Linked DNA regions of Anser cygnoides: region 1 is linked to region 2. A link is a contact called in public Hi-C data. All regions are on one chromosome and are shown on one strand. Each heading gives the region's core, a stretch centred on a gene start, on an enhancer-like site or on the middle of the called end of the contact. The rest is flanking DNA. Distances are from core to core; before and after follow the strand shown.

What was found. Hi-C and Micro-C count contacts between places; a contact is called where the count stands out from the background.
Region 1: a Hi-C map of liver shows a contact between it and region 2, with 2.1 times the contacts expected there. The contact joins the promoter of LOC125182842 here to the promoter of SLC16A6 in region 2. A contact is called at or near these places in 2 of 7 Hi-C or Micro-C datasets (both in liver).

What each region holds. Positions count from the first base shown.
Region 1 is chr19:10,400,472-10,405,733 of Taihu_goose_T2T_genome, forward strand. It overlaps LOC125182842 (ATP-binding cassette sub-family A member 9-like), which reads right to left and starts at 3,291. Exons shown (of 40, transcript XM_066980004.1): 1 at 3,152-3,291; 2 at 2,614-2,785. The coding sequence starts at 2,632. It overlaps ABCA5 (ATP binding cassette subfamily A member 5), which reads right to left. Exons shown (of 40, transcript XM_048064419.2): 40 at 5,165-5,262.
Region 2 is chr19:10,227,679-10,232,883 of Taihu_goose_T2T_genome, forward strand. It overlaps SLC16A6 (solute carrier family 16 member 6), which reads right to left and starts at 3,168. Exons shown (of 6, transcript XM_066980234.1): 1 at 3,011-3,168; 2 at 1,054-1,295; 3 at 300-443. The coding sequence starts at 1,288. The region is part of intron 3 of ARSG (arylsulfatase G); the gene reads left to right.

The DNA of each region.
Region 1 (5,262 bases), core at 2,041-4,540, 170 kb after region 2:
CACCTATGTGAAGTTAACAGAGAAAAGCCAATGTGAAAGGATTGAGTGGCTAATGGAAGAAAGAATATATGTGTATATATATATATATATATATTTATTGTTTTCTTTTAATGTGATTTTTCCAAATGTTTGAAATATTCTGGATCTGCGACAACAGCATGAAGGCCAGCTGCTGAGGGCAGCAGTTCTGGCACACACTGCGCATGCAGCTGAGCCTCTGATCATGCATTTCTTGCAGGGAATTTGTGCCATGCCTTAGCCACGCATTGGTAAGCCACCGCTCATCTGCTCCAGATGTCATAACCAGACAGTGAAACACCCGCTGCATACAGACACACACACACATACTGCTGCCCACATCGGCTATAGGGGAAGGCAGCTGCCACCCAGGAGGCCAGGTCAGAAACACTGCTTAGATGCCAGAAATAGCCCAAAAGAGATGCTGCTGCCATCTCCTTTAAGTGGGCTGCTAAGAGGCTGATTTTTTTTAATTTTTTTTTTTTTTTTTTACCCCACCTCTCTTTCACCCTCTCAAAAATAATTCCTGTTTTTATCCAAATGCTATGTTAAAAACTATAAGTCTAATACAGCTGGAGGAGGGCATCGTTAAGAAAATACCAGTCTGTTTCTTTATCTCCTCCTGAATACTGAGCAGGGAAGTACTGGAGTTGGGGAATATTTATCCCAGCTCTAGCTTCAACCACACAGCCCAGCAGCCAACAGCCTGTGCAGGAACAGCAGCAGCCTGCCTGCACGACCTTCCCAGAACGAGAGCTGGGCAGGGAACCTCAAAAACACGTTTTTGTATTTTAGTCCTTCAGAAGGGATGAAACCAAAATCAAAGCAACCTCAAAAGCATTGTGCTCTGTTCCCCTCGGACATCGCTTCCTGGTTTCACAGATCGGGCAGCTGGAGTTAATAAATGATTCCACTACTCCGTTCCCCTCATTGTTTGTTTTGGGAAGGACTAAATATTTGTGTACTCCAGGGGCGATGGATCCCTGTTTACCCTCTGACTATTAGCACAAAGATATCTCCCCGCTCTTTGCCCTGCCCGAAGCTTTCTCTCGCGCTTCCACATCGCAGGCTAACGGCAACTGGGAGACGATTTTGAGGAAGTGCTACTTGCTTTTGGCCAAGCCTGGATTTCACCCGTTGTGAACCGAAAGCAGCAGCGCAGCAGAGGTTGGGACAGTAAGCAGAGGTCCGCGTGGGGGCATTCGGATAACAAGGAAAATACAACGGTCTTGTAAAAACTACGCTGAATCTCTACAGATGTAGCAAACCGTTACAAAAAGGGGGCAAATGTGAAACTAAAACAAAATAAATATCCAATTAAATTTCTACTGGTTTTAATTTTATTTTTTGCTTCTGGAACAAGAAACAAATTCCCCCTGGAAGCTGAAACATGAAGCTAGAACATCAGGCAAATGGCGATGTCTACAAATGGTGCATGAACTTCATCAGGAAGAACTTCAGTTTAAAGCAGATACCCCAAGACACAAAATGTAAGCAGGAGAGATGCTTCTGAAGGATCTGAGATTCAAAGCTTCAGATTCAGAAGACAGAAACCGACCACCAGGAATGTTTTGGGGACAGCAATATTGAGAAGCCTTAAACCAGTAAGAGCATCACTTGTAAAACTGGGTATCTCTGGAAACTTTTCGTTTTTGAGGGCTCAGTAAATGCACCCAAACTTCTTGTTCTCCAGGAACAGGCTTCCTAGGCATGGCAAAAACTTCTGCTGTGATTCTGTGTCTTGCTATGCCAGAGGTAGTCCGGGAAGGCACGTCCCGTGCAAACACCTCATTCCTTCACTTACCATCTCAGGGATTTCCTACTTGGAACATCCTCAGATTTTTTTCCTTCTAATGTAAAACGAACAGAGCATATCGCAACGGACTCCTAAAAAGCAAGCTGCTCCTCAGCATTACTGGCAGGGAACCCTCGGTGCTGGCTGGGGAGGAATAAATGTGCGCCGCATCCCGTGCTCCCACGAGGAGCTGCCGACTCGCCGCGCGCCAAAGCTGAATCCCCACGTGGGGAACGCGCTCCCTCGGTGCCCTCCTGTTTGCGAGTGTCTGCAAACAAAAACCTGCAGCTGGCCCCTACACAGCCTTGTATTTACTACCTGATAAACACGGGGCAGGTTTGCACGGATTCCACTCTAACACAGTTCTTCAAATGAGTTTTTTCTCCAACTTTGAACTCCAGAAAAACAGTGCTAAGCCCGTCCCATACCAAAGTTCAACTCTTTAATTTCCCCAGAGAAGCGAACTTTGAGGATTCCCATCTTTCAAAGCCTTCAGTGCCAATGCAGGGCCACAGGAGGGGAGGGAAGGGAGGCAGGGTCGCCGGGAGCACCCGGTGGGTGCTCAACCTGCGGTGCTCAGGGCGTCCGTGGCAAGAATCGAAATCCATGAGCACCCAGAAAAGCCTCTTAGACTTTCTTGATGTAAAACTCAGTGTTTGTCAGAGAACAGAGCTGGAAAGTAGAGCTTTATGCTTTTAGCATAACACTATTAAAACAATCAGGAAAAAAAAAAAAACCCTCCATAAAAACACCCTAGGTATAGTTTTTCACTTACAGAACAGAAATAGGAAACCCCTTACCTGGTAATGTGTTTTCCATTAGAAGTGTGTCTCCTGCAGCTCAGAGATGTCTGGGCTCTCGTCGTCTCTTTGCGGTCCTGGAGAGGGTTCAATGCTGAGAGGCAGCCGGTGGCCATGCCCCTCTCCAGCCTGACGTCAGAGTCCGGTCCCGGCGGTGTCGACGCTCCCAGCGCTGCGGGGAGGAGGCGATGACCCCGGTGAGCGATGCCTGCAGGCAGCTGCCCCGGGCTCGGAGCTATGAACCTTGCATTTTGCACTACGTCGCGTTAACAGGAGGCATGCGTAGCGTGTAAGATATAATAGCATGTTTCCACCAGGCTTTCCACATGTGCACTCACCAGGCAATATTAGGGAGAACAAAACCTAAATCAGAACATAAACTGAATACCCACTGGCGTGAAAGTCATTTTTAAATTTTAAGGAAGATATTTTGAAAAGTTCGCTTGATTTTGCCACATTAACAACAAAATGACACTTTCCACCGAAGCAGCTCCGACGGAAGACTCCTGACCAGCTCGGCATTTGCTCACGCATTTACCTTTCCCTGGGATTTCCCACGTGCTGCTGCAGGTGCCAGGGAGAGATGCAGAGCTGTGGGGACTGGGATGGGTGAGCTCAGGATCCCAGTCGTGTGGCAAAGAAACCTCGACCCTGCCAAGCTCCTCTGCAGGGAAAGCTTCACTGCCTGCTCCCCATCGCGCCCAGAGCCTGAGTCAGCAAGAACTCCTTCCTCTGCCAGGGCAAACCTTCCATCCTAGCACCAATGGGACTTTTATTTCACGTTTTCAATCTCCCTTTTGTTTTAATAATTTTTTATTTTTTACTCTTTTTTTTTTTAGTTTCCACTCCTTTTAATTGCTTTCCCAGCAGCTGCCACGCAGCTGGAATCAAGATGGGGATTTATCTTTATTTTTATTTTTAAAAATAGATTTCCAATGGATTTGCATTCCAAACAGGGAGGTGAGGAAGCCAGGAAATCCAAATGAGTTGGAAGGGTGTATAGCCATGCGACCACGCAAGTAGTTAAGAGAAAGTAATTTGACTGTCCTAGAACTTCAGCAGCTCGAGGAGACTGCATCTGCTTTGCAGAATTGTGTGAAAACACAGAAACAGCCTGGTTGCTGCTTAACGAGAGGCTGTAGCTCGTCTGTGGCTGCCGATTTATTTATTTTCATGGAATAAGCCCACTTAGGAGAGGAGCGTTGCGTTTTCCTGCACCGCTTCCCATCAGACAACAACCTGGGGCTGCGGAAGGCACAGCAGAGACGCACAGCTCATTTTTAGTAAATTCACCGATAAATAAATAAATAAATAAAAGATTATAATCCCCCATGCTATAGTGCACTTGTACCCAGCACAAAGCGGACCTCCCAGCATGCTTGCAGGTTACGTACAGAGAATGCATTTTAATACAGAGGGGACACCTGCTGCGAGCACGCCTTCGGGTTTCCCATCCCACACGGGTGCTGCTGCTGGCCTCCAGCTCAAGGCAGCCCTTCGGGGTGCCACTGGAGAGGAACAAGAGAGCCCGAAGCACCTCAAAGTGCTGCTCGTGAGGTCTCCAAGCACTCACTGCACACGATTCCTGAGGGGGATCTCAGGGCCAGGCTGGTGTCAGCCCGCCCGTGTCAGGCGGGCGAGACGCTGGGGACAGGCGCTGAGAAGAGGATGCTTGAAGCAACTCGTTTAGGGGAAAAAAAAAAAAAAAAAAGGAGAACTGAAAGCTCCAAGAAACTCTCACTAAGGAGAAAAATCAACATACTGAATTAGGGACTTTCTGAAGATCTTTTAAGGAAACATTACAGGGAAATTAATTCATTTTTCAGCTTTAAAAAGAAGCTTAAAAAACAAAAAAAAGAAAAAAGTCATGCTGCCCTTAGGACACCATTAAATACAAACTAGTATGAAAACCTGGGAACTTTGACTAAACTGAGATTATATTTCTTCGGGGTTGTTTTCCTCCCTGCCACAAGCACAACCCCCTTTCATTTCATTATGTCCTTAACTGACCCACAGGACTGGAGGTGGATGACCTTCCCCTTCTTCTCCTCCTCCTCCTCCTCCTCCTCCTCCCAACCCATCACCCTCAGCCTTTTGCTGCTCCTCGCCTGCAGCGAGCACCCATCCAGCCACCCAGTGAGCCTGTCTTGGGCACGGATCCAGCCGGAAAAATGAATTACTTTTCTTGGTGGGGTGCATTTTCAAGTGGATGAAGATGATTCACCGCCGCAGATGCGCAGCTCCGCGTGCCAGCAGCGCGCAGCTGCTGCGGGGTCACTTTTAGCAACAGCCCGGACCGGGGCTGAATCGATCTGGCTGTGAAACACGACATCCTCACGCTGTTGAATCCCAAGTGTTGCAACACCACAATTCCCTGAATTCAATTAAAAATATGATCTTAAGGCCTGCATTAAAATAACCCTGAAGGCTCCAGCCGTGCTGAATGCCGCGTACTCACCTGCACGGCGCGCTGCGCTCCGGGAAGGAGCCAGGGTTTTGAGACAGTGCCCCTACTTCTAGGGCAGCAAAACACACGCATAATAGACGAGCATTTAACAATCCAATCCATCTTTATTTTGGTAGTACTTTCTGCTGGAAAATGGAAAACCTCAACTTTACAAATACAGCAGAATGGTGAAATAGGAAAAA
Region 2 (5,205 bases), core at 1,918-4,417:
GGGCCTCATCTGCTTAAAGACTCTGAGCCTGCAGCGGTTGCTCCCGTAAGCGAGGCAAAGCTCACTGGCAGCAGACGTGAGCAGGGCATCCAGGCCAGATTGGAAAAAGGGCAAGGTAACAGGAACAAGAAGCGAGGGAAAGGAGAGGGTTTGACCTGCGAAGGGCTCTCGCCTCCCCAGCAATCCCAGTTAAACCAGCAGCGAGCGGGGCTCCTGCCCGGTGCAGGCGCGGCGCCCAGGCGGAGCTCGCTGGAAGCGACGTGAAAGCGTGCGGCGGGACGGGGACGGGGACAACTCACCAGAAACGATGCCGATGGTGACATACATGTCCGCGACGGTGCGGGCGAAGGAGGCAGTGACCATGCCGGTGCTGACCAGCACCCCGCCGGCCATCACGACGAAGCGGTGACCGAAGCGATTGCTTAGGACGGTTGACAGAGGAGCTGGGTGGGAAGAGAGCCGTGGTCAGCACAGGTCGGTGGTCAGCACACAGGTCGGCAGCTTCCCCAGCTGCCGTCCCCTTCGGAGCCTCTCCCTGCGCCTCTGCCCCCTCCCAGTCCCCACCACGTGGCACCTCGCCGTCAGCCTCGCAGAGCGCAGCATCGCCCCTGCAGCCACCCTCGGATGAAAAGCTTCCAGAAGAGACCAAGGCATGGCAGCCTGGGACAAACCTGCTGCAAAACCCACCGAAACAAGCGGGTTTCAATGAAAGCTCGGGTTATACGTGAGGCTTTTCACTAAGGAATTAGGCTGTGAAGTTCTCTTTTCATCAGTTTCATTTCTGATGAGAGCCAAGCAGCTGGGCTGGGCTCAGCCCCCGGAGCCGGGGACGCAGGCTGCGCCCTCATGCCGAGCAGGACAAGTGGCTCAGAGGGCCTGGCAGGTCGAGACAGCCATTTCGTGGTGTTTCAGGAACACGGCCTCCAGGCTTTATGGAGGCTACGTGTCGTGGAGCCATCAGGGACGCGAGTCCCAGATAGCCCAGAGATCGGGCCCTCGCATGCCGAGTCAGCAGCACGGCTGCACCTTCTGACCCGTGCCCTTTACTCTTACCTGTGAAGGTCTGCACAAACACACAGATGGATATGATCCAGGATATCCTGCTGTTGGTTTCGTCAAAGCTTTCCATCAGGTCGTTGAAGAAGACTCCAAAGGATTTTATAATGCCGTACGTAAGAGCTTCCACGAAGAAGAAAGCAAAAGCAACCGTCCAACCCCATCCTCCGTCAGGCACTTTAGTATAAACATTTGGAGTGGTGCACGGCATTTTTACAGCCTTGACCGTCATTTTTGATCTGGAAGAGAGGGGAGAACAAGCCAGGCATCAGCGTAAGAAGAATTCTGCTTACGGAGGCACGGCCTAGCAGCCAAACCATCGCCAAGGTGCCGTTGGCCAGTCCCCGGGCTGCTGAGGAATTAAATGCAGGCGCTGGGCTAAAGTTCCTCCCTTGATGGTCCCCCAGGGACCGTTTCTGCTCGTGCCCTTTGAACCGAGGGCTAGAAACTCCCCGCCCGGCACCAGGGTGAGCTGTTCCCATCAGCGAAACCCAGCGACCGGCTGCGGTTCAGCGCAGGGGGCTGGATGCAGTTCGTGAAAGATCCGCCGCGGCACCCGGAGAGGGCTCGGACCTCCGGGGCTTCCCACGGCGCTCCCCGTCCCCGGCCCTCCCGCGGGGCAGCCACCAGCACCTCCGGGTGCTGCCGCTCTCCTGCGGGGCTGCTGGGTGCCACAAGCCACGGCCACGGCACGCTGCCGCCCGCCGAAGCCGCCGCGCATCGCCTTGAGCGGCTGCTGGCGCTCGGGGCGGACGGCGGCTGCTCGGGAGCGTGCTCCTTCCCCAAAAACACCGCGCCGGGGCTGCGAGCCCTGCCTGCCTGCACCTTCCCGGGGCGGGGGTCAGCGTGCCCGCAGCGGGGACGCCCCCGCCGCCACCAGCTCCCCACGCAGCCCTCGGGGCTCAGCCGCGCCGCGACACCTGCGGCGGTGGCGGCGATGGGGACGTCCCGGCGGTGGGGGCACGGCATCCACCCGGGACGGGGACGGCGAGGGGGCTGCACCCCAGGGGCTGCCACCACCACCCCCCCACCACCCCTCCGGGGCTGAGGCTCCCCGCTCCGCCAGGCGTTTCCCTCCTCCATTTTACACGCCGGAGGAACCCCGAGCGGCTCCGGCAGCGCTTCCCCATCCCACGGGGGAACTTCTCGCCCGGCGGCAGGCGTGCGCCTGCCCGGCTGCGGCACCCACGGGTGACGGCGAGCAGCCCCGCGGGTGCCTGGCGAGGGCTCTGCGCCCCCCCCCCCCTTCACCCCAAAGTAGGGGGGGGGTGCAGGGGGGCACCCAGCACCCCGCTGCCCCCCGCTCTGCGGTGCCACAAGGTGGGTGCGGGCCGGTGCACGGCTGTCCCCGGGGGGGTCCTGCCGAGGGACGGAGCGAGCCGTGGGCTCCAGCATCGCTCCCGTGCCCGGGGGGGGGGGCCCACGACCACCGGCGGGGCTCGAAGTTTGTCTGAGCCCCCCCCCTCGAGAGAGAGGAGCGGGGTCGGGGCTGAGCACCGGGGGGGGAGGATGAGGTTAGGAGGCACCCGGCTATGTAGGAGCAGGAAAAAAAAAAAGCAATAATGCCAATTCTCGGCGTGCATAATGGGCATTGCGATGCGGAGAGGGATTAAAGTGAGGCGGGGGGGGGGGGATAAGAATGGAGGTGCCCCCCCCCCCCCCAGCATCACTTCGGGAACGTTTCAGACCTGGTTTCTGCATCGCCGCCGCACCGGCTCCTCGGCGGGCGCCGGGGGCCGCCGGCTAAAAATAAAGGGATGCGGAAAAGGGGAGGGGAGGAAAAGTGGAGGGGGGGCACAAAATAATACCAAAAAAAAATAATTAAAATTAAAGAAAATATATAATAATAATAAAAAATAACCCGCAAGCCCATCCCTCCCCCACCCGGCAAGGTGTCCCCCGAAAAAAAAAAAAAAAAAAGGAAAAATAATAATAAAAAAAAAAACCAACTCACCGGGGTGCGGGGGGCTAGGGGCGGCCCATGGCCGGCGGCGAGAGGAGGCGGCCCCGCTGCCCGCCGGCTGCTCCCGGGGCCCGCGGCGCTGCTCGGTGCCCGCCCGGCCGCTCGGGGCCGGCCCTTTATAGACCGGCTGCAGCCGGTCTCCGCCGGCGGCTCCGCAGCGCCATGTGCGCGCCCGGCCCGGCTGCGGCGCGGCTCGGAACGGAGCGGAACGGGGCGGGGGGGGGGGGCTGGGGGCGGGGCTGGGGGCGCGGGGGGGGGATATTGGGGGGGGATGGGGGGATTTGGGGGGGTTAAGGGGGGGTTAATGGGGGTTTGGGGGGGGTTAATGGGGGGATTGGGGGGCGTTATGGGGGGATTGGGAGGCGTTATGGGGGGCTTAATGGGGGGTTATTAGGGGTTTAGGAGGGGTTACGGGGGGATTTGGGGGGTTATGGGGGGGTTAATGGGGGTTATGGGGGGGTTATGGGGGGGTTAAGGGGGGGTTAAGGGGGGTTTGGGGGGGTTACGGGGGGATTGGGGGGCGTTATGGGGGGGTTAGTGGGGGTTTGGGGGGGTTATGGGGGGTTTGGGGGGCCTTGGGGGGTTACGGGGGGGTTATTTGGGGTTTGGGGGGGATTATGGGGGGTTAAGGGGGGGTTATGGGGGGGTTTGGGGAGGGTTATGGGGGGATTTGGGGGGGTTATGGGGAGGTTAAGGAGGGGTTGGGGGGTTTGGGGGGGGTTATGGGGGGTTTGGGGGATTACGGGGGGGTTATTTGGGGTTTGGGGGGGATTAATGGGGGGTTAAGGGGGGGTTGGGGAGGGTTATTGGGGGTTTGGGGAGGGTTATGGGGGGTTTGGGGGGGCTTGGGGGGGTTTAAGGGGGGTTATGGGGGATTAATGGGGATTCGGGGGGGTTTAAGGGGGGTTATGGGGGGATTGGGGGGCGTTATGGGGGGGTTAATGGGGGGTTAATGGGGGTTACGGGGGGTTAAGGGGGGTTGGAGGGGTTATGGGGGGTTTGGGGGGGCTTGGGGAGTCTTAAGGGGGGTTATGGGGGATTAATGGGGGTTCGGGGGGGGTTTAAGGGGGGTTATGAGGAGTTAAAGGGGTTGTGGGGGGTTTAAGGGGGGTTGTGGGGGGTTTAAGGGGGGCTATGGGGGGGTTAAAGAGGTTGTGGGGGGTTTAAGGGGGATTATGGGGGCTTTGGGGGGTTTAAGGGGGGTTGTGAGGGGTTTAAGGGGGGTTGTGAGGGGGTTAGGGGGGTTTTGGGGGCTTAAGGGGGTTTATGGGGGGGAATGGGGTTGGGGAGGGGGGAATGGGTTTTTTTTGGGGGGTAGTGGGGTTTTGGGGAATGGGAACAGGATGAGGGGTGCACAGGGGGGTGCAAAGGTGGGCTGTGGGGGGTTTGGGGAGGGGGAGAGCACCCTGATCCTGATCCTTCCCCCAGCGCCTGCTGGGGTGCACAGAAGTGGGCGGTTGGGGTTTTGGGGAGGGGGATTGTCCCCCGAACCCGCTACCCACCCTGGCACCTGCTGGGGTGACAGGGGGTTGGGGGTGCGGGGGGGTGTGCAAAGCTGCATGGTTGGCGTTTTGGGGAGGGGGGATGCCCCCCGATCCCGCCACCCGCCCCGGCACCTGCTGAGGTTTGGGGGGGGGGGGGTGACGGGGTGCGGGGGTCCCGGTCCAGGAACCAGGGGTGCAGCAACCCCCCCGCCGTGAGTAGGGCAGGGGGAGCCGGCGGTGCCCGCAGGGAGCAGCACGAAGCGTCCCCAGGAGCACGTTTGGGTTCGCGCCGAGCTCAGCCCTGGGGCTTTTGCGCCCCAATTTTGTGCCCCCGAGGTCTGCAGGAAGGGCTCTGACGTGTGGCCTGGGCTGGAAGCGGAGGGCATCGCGCGCACGTTTAGGCCCGTGGGGAGCGCGGCCGTGGTCCGGCCACCTCTGGGCAGAGCCCCCTGCTCCCTCCTCACCCCGCAGCTGGGTACGGGGCCGGGAATGTCCCCGGCTCAGGCTCACCGGGGAGCCGGGAGGCAGGAGCGGGACGGGACGGGAGCAGCGTTTGCACGCCGAAGCCCCCGGTGCAGGGTTTGCGGAGGCTCGGGGCACGCGCACCGTCCCCTCCGCGCCGTGCGGGCAGCTCCTGGAGGGAGAGCATCTCGCCGTGCGGGGAGCTGAGGCAGCGGCGTGCGGGTCAAACCGGGAGCGGGC